Regions from separate parts of the Rattus norvegicus genome. Here region 1 is linked to region 2. The links are chromatin contacts, called in public Hi-C maps. All regions are on one chromosome and are shown on one strand. The core of a region is the stretch at or near the end of the contact, and the rest is flanking DNA. Distances in the headings are between cores, read along the strand shown.

Region 1 (2,700 bases), core at 121-2,620, 360 kb before region 2:
ATCCCCGTCATGTTTTAATGGCTCGGGACAGACAGGATAATGCTACATATCTCTGGGTTTCTTTACATCCAGGCATTTACTCCGTATGCCTCAGGGTCCAGGTAAAATGTTGGCTTGGGTGGCTGATTTGAAACCTGAGCCTCCCACACATCTGCTGTGGACACTGACTGCGGCAGAGAAAGTGACTTCTCTTCAAGTTTTATTTGGGTCATAAAAATTCATGCTGTGTACCACCTCTTTCAGAATCCGTTCCATTAAATGTGGCTAGGTCCAGAGTACACTCTGGAGGAAGCCAGGAAGCACATTAAAATGCTTAGTCTATGACACACTTCCTTATTTTTGTCATTTTGACATTTATGTGTTGTTTCATTAGGGATTTTTAAGAGAAGACCCCTTTTCGGCAAGAAGTTTTCCCCAGATCGCCATAAGAAGCCATAGTTTATAATCAAACAGCTGTCTGGGTTGCATGTCAGCTGAGCTCGACCACCTGCTGGCGGTTAACCTCTGGAAGGTTATTATGAGACAATTGTTGTTGTTGTTTGTTTAAAAAGTTTCAGAGCTTAAGGAAAATATTAGTAATGAGTGACTTAACCTGTACTGTTTACTGTTCTTCCCCTCAACTTGCAGATGGCGTTCCAGTGGCCAGAGGGAGGATTTCACTAAAGCCAACACTATTTTGCACTTGTTTTGGAGACAAACCATAAAAATAGGCTTGGCAGCAAGGAGTCTGCCCTGGAGGAGGGGCGGGCAGCATTGCAAAAGCCCTTTAAAAGGAAATAACCGTTTGTGGTGACTGGATGCACATGTACCATCTCAGCGCGGCCCTTGGATTCCACACGTGGTCCATGTTAAGCTGAGGTCTGGCAGAGCCGCCCACCTTCTGAGCAAGTGTGTTTCAGCCACGGCATTCTGGAGTTTGCCATCTGTTTTCTTCACTTCCCTGCTCATCCCTCTAACCAGTGGGGGAGACGGCTGCGAGTTCTCTCAGACAGCCACCGGGGGATAATTTTCTAAGTCCTATAAAACCCTGTCTCTGTACATCTTTCTGTATGAACCGATTACAAGGTGACCCGCCTCTCCCCGCTAGTCTATGGGGTCTGAATGCCCTTTGTAGAGGGGGGAATGGCTTTTTGTGGTGAAATTAGGGACAGCCAAGGATAGCAACTAGCAGGATAAGATATTCTGTGAAGGTCAGAACCCTATTCTCAGTGTCTAGAAAAGTGACTAGCTTATGGTGGGCACTCTCTAAATATTAAGTGAATGAATACCAACACCACTATCTTCTCCTGCTTCTCCTCCTCCTGCTGCCCCTCCTCCTCCTGCTCCTCCTCCTGCTCCTCCTCCTGCTGCCCCTCCTCCTGCTGCCTCTCCTCCTCCTGCTCCTCCTCCTGCTGCCCCTTCTCCTGCTGCCCCTCCTCCTCTTGCTCCTCCTCCTCTTGCTCCTCCTCCCCCTCCTGCTGCTCCTCCTCCTCCTCCTCCCCTCCTTTACTGTCTGCTTCCTTGTTTATCATCACTCTAGTAACGGAGACAGTGGTTAGGAAACGTGGTTGACTCTCAGCATTCACATCACAAAAGTGTCAAAATCCTTTCTGGCCATGAATTTCAGAACATTTAGGGTTGACTATTTGGGCAAAAGCCTGCAGCAGCTGACCCACAAAGCCAAAGAAGATGAAGGAGGGGACTCTGACTTGAGTCTGACGCAACCGTATGGCTCTCACTCTGTGTCTCTGGGCAAGTTAATTTGCCTTTCTGATCCTTCACTTCTTCTGGTATAAAGTGGAATAAGACCAGGTTTCCTACAGGGCTTTGTGTTGCTCTGTGAAGGGAAAGCCTGGCCCAGAAGAGGGGCCATGCTTACTACTGTTACTAATGGAATGTGTTACCCCTCTACGAATATAATTGTAGCACTGCTATGGTTATTATATCACCTCTTTCTCACACTCACGTCAGAGAAACGTCCCACCATCCACAGCGTTTTGTGGCAGAACCGCACAGGTTTGGCCAGTTCTGGCCCCTCTCCCAGTAACTGAATAGCTAAGGGCCACTCGTTTGGCTTCTGAGCTTGGCCGTTTCCTTGTGTAAAGTCAGAGAATCAGTTTCGCTGACGGTACCTGGTGGAGAAAATTTGGGAGCTATACGCTTTTCACATCCAGTGGCCTTGTAGAACTTTTACTCGTTTTACAGATAAGCAGTGCGCAGGTCCCCGGTTCTGCTGGTAAATATTTAAGAGCTCATTGTTTGGCGCCCATTGTTCTGTTTGGCTCATTTCACCTCCGCAAGTATGACGCAATCGCCATGCCCCACCTTGAGCTAAAGGCAGCTGTAGGTGCTCACCTCGGGGGAGCTTTGACTGTGTTCCTGGAGCTCAGCTACCTTTGTGACACTGAAGTCCCGGTATGCTAACTTTGTTCCGTGTTCCATATGGATACCTCAAGACAAAGATGGTGGAGACCGGTCAGAGCTGGTAGGCCCTTGCTGCTTGCCTCTGTGAAGGACTCCATGCGTAAGTTGTGCTGGAGCCGTCCAAGGAGAACTTGAGGTTGGGACCTCCACTCTTTCCTATCTCGGCTCTTGCAAATGACAATGAACTCTGATCTTCTCTTACGAGTATCCCGAGAGTCTTTCCGGCCACTGTGATGCCATGGCTAGACTGCTGAACAAGAGTTCCCACGTCGCTTCTAATGAGTAGATGGAGGGTGC
Region 2 (2,700 bases), core at 194-2,693:
CCCGGCGCTCGGCTCATTGTTCCCTCCCTTCCTCCCTCACTTCGCGCCGCGGCTAGGGCTGAGGGCTACCAGGGTGAGGAGGCGGGGGCGTCGGGACCCAAAGTGGCAAAATGCAAGCATTTCCATAACTCCAGCCCTACGACCACTTCTGACAGCGGGGGCCGGGGTGGGGGTAGAAAAAAAGAAAAAACCCAAAACCAAAAGAAAAAAGGAAAGAAAACCTCTAAGCTGGGTTTGCAGAACGCCCGGGCGACCGCTACCCCACGTTCTCGGGACTCCTGAGCTGAACCTTTTCCAATCCAGCACCAGCTCCTCTTCTTGCTCTGGCTTTGACTTTTCTTCTCCGGGAGTCTAGCAGAGAATCCAGTACTTTTGGCATCAACCCCCCACCCCGAAAAATACTGGCAGACCCCAATAATTTCGAGGAAAGTCTTGAAGTCTTTCATGAGCGGAGCACTGAGCGAATTAACTCCGGCATCTGCCTGCCCTACGTTTATTCCCGATTTATTTCAAGAGTCCGCTTTGGGAAGAGAGGCTGGAAGGGGACCTAAAGTCGGCGGGTCGGGAGCTGCAGCCTGCATTTGTGTGCATGTGCCTTGGGTGTGTGGTGTTAGTGCCTGGGCGTGCGAATTCATGGAGCGCCTTTCTGCCTCTCCAGTGCGGCCAGAGCTCGCTTCGCGCACCCACCCCTGCCGAGGAGCCTACTTGCTGCAGCCCAATGCATTGTGTAAGACGCGACCTGTTATGGCCACCACTACTTCCGGGTTCTAGCATTCTGGTCGGAATCCACCTCTCCGCCTGTGCAACACACACTTTACACACGCACGGCGACTGCAAGCGGGCAGCATCGATCGTGGCTCCTTTAAGACAAACTCAGACAGACATTTTTTTAACCCTCCTCTCTAATCTCCCTTCAGTGCAGCAGTTGCAAAGAGGGAGAGAGAAAGAGAAAGAGAGCGAGAGAAGAGAGAAACTGATTGGGAATTAGGACTGATTCAAGGAAAGCGGGCGCTAGGGCTTTGTGCATTTGAATATTAACATTTGAGGTGTTCTGACCAGAAGAAGACAGAACGGATGATCATTCATTCACCACGTTGACAACCTCGCCTGTGATTGACAGCTGGAGTGGCAGAAAGCCATGAGATTTGGTAGTTGGTTCTGAGGGGCGCTCTTTTTTTTCTTTTTCTTTTCTTTTCTTTCTTTTTTTTTAACTGATTTTTTTGGGGGGGAAGAGAAGATCTGCTTTTTTTTCCCTCCCACTGCTGTCTTGGTGGAACCAGAGCGCTTTTATGCTCAGCGACGCGGGCGCCTTGCTTCAGGTCCGGTAGACCGAAGATCTGGGACCAGTAATTCACACTGCTGGAGACGCAAAGGGATTTTTTTGTTACTGTTGTGCTTTATTTTTTTTTCCGAGGGAGTTTGCATATTTGTTTCTTTTCACACTGGCCTTAAAGAGGATATATTAGAAGTTGAAGAAGGAAGGGAGGCAGAGAGGCCGATGGCGCAAAGGGTACGTATTAAAAACAATTGTGGAACTCAAATGTGAGATTAAATTGAAACGTGGCTGAAAGACACTGTTGCTAAGTTTCCTCTTTCCTTTCTCTCTTTTTGAATGAGGTTCCTAAAGCCGCGGCCTAAATCGACAGGTTTACTTAATGCATTTGTAGCCTTATGCATGTTACTCGTGGGTTATTAATTCAAGTGATCAAGTAGTCTATAGATTCCTAGCCAACAGCTATATAAATAAAAATACAAGCCCGAGGAATCACCTGTTTTAAAAGGAAAGAAAGAGGAGGGGGAAATGCTACATATCCAGTGCTGTAATTTAAGCATTTAGGGACCAAAAGTTTAAAGCTACGTTTAATTAAAATGAGCAGCTGGGAACTTTAGCGTTATTATCGATTATGCACATCTTTAATATCATTAGAAGTAGGTAGCATTTTTAGATAAGGAATGTCCTGGTGTAGTGGAGTTTTGGTTGGAAAAACATTCCTCTTTTAAAAGTAATTTTAATTTGCATGGGTTTTTATGCAAGATAATAAGTTTGCAGATTTTTTTTCTTAGCTAAGTTCTTTACCACTTAGATACTAAACACAGAGCTACTCAGTTTAAAAATGCAATCCTAATTTCCCCAATATTCCTATTTGAATGGAAATGCCTTGAAAGTAAACTGAGACAATGACGGGCCGGCTGAGGTGGCTTCTTAAAAGAAAAGGGTCTACAAAAAGGCTGCCTTGCATAATTTGTGTCTTGGCCCTCAAAGCCCCTTTTGGGAAAGAAAGTTACTGGAGGACACATTTTTTTCTTTCTTCTCTCAGTTCAGGCAAATGTCAGGATTCTCCCAAACTCTTCACACCTCTGTCTTTCAGAGGATGAAAGTGGCAGTTCTTTGGAAATCATTTCCTTCTCCCCATTTCCAAATCTTAGAAAAGAAACTTGCCTGGAATAAAACAGAAAAATTGAAATAGCTGAATTTATCACAGACAGTCAAGGCAATCAATTTGAAAGCAGCCCCATCCCCCAGATTTTCATGTGTGTTTTGCTTTTGAGTCTGTTTAAAAAAAAAAACTAACATGTAACTATTGCTTCCTGGACTCTTACTCTAGGGAGAAAGTTTGTGAGGGTAAAAAAAAAATATAAAACAACATTAGTTGCTTCCTTTATAGCTTTTATTTAAGTTTGGAAATAATGTTGCCCAGT

Evidence for each region. A called contact is a pair of places that touch in the nucleus more often than the background predicts.
Region 1: a contact with region 2 is called in a Hi-C map of psoas muscle, with 2.5 times the contacts expected there. The contact joins the enhancer-like site here to the promoter of Meis1 in region 2. A contact is called at or near these places in 2 of 12 Hi-C or Micro-C datasets (kidney and psoas muscle) and 1 of 1 datasets of contacts at active chromatin or transcription factors (oligodendrocytes).

The regions. Positions count from the first base shown.
Region 1 is chr14:97,856,816-97,859,515 of GRCr8, reverse strand. No RefSeq gene overlaps it. Among named protein-coding and RNA genes, the nearest start is that of Meis1, 360 kb to the right of the region's middle. Within about 2 kb of position 1,370, at least 15 of the 93 cell types and tissues checked have an H3K27ac peak or open chromatin away from gene starts, as enhancers often do.
Region 2 is chr14:97,493,826-97,496,525 of GRCr8, reverse strand. It overlaps Meis1 (Meis homeobox 1), which reads left to right and starts at 1,443. Exons shown (of 13, transcript NM_001134702.1): 1 at 1,443-1,510. The coding sequence starts at 1,499.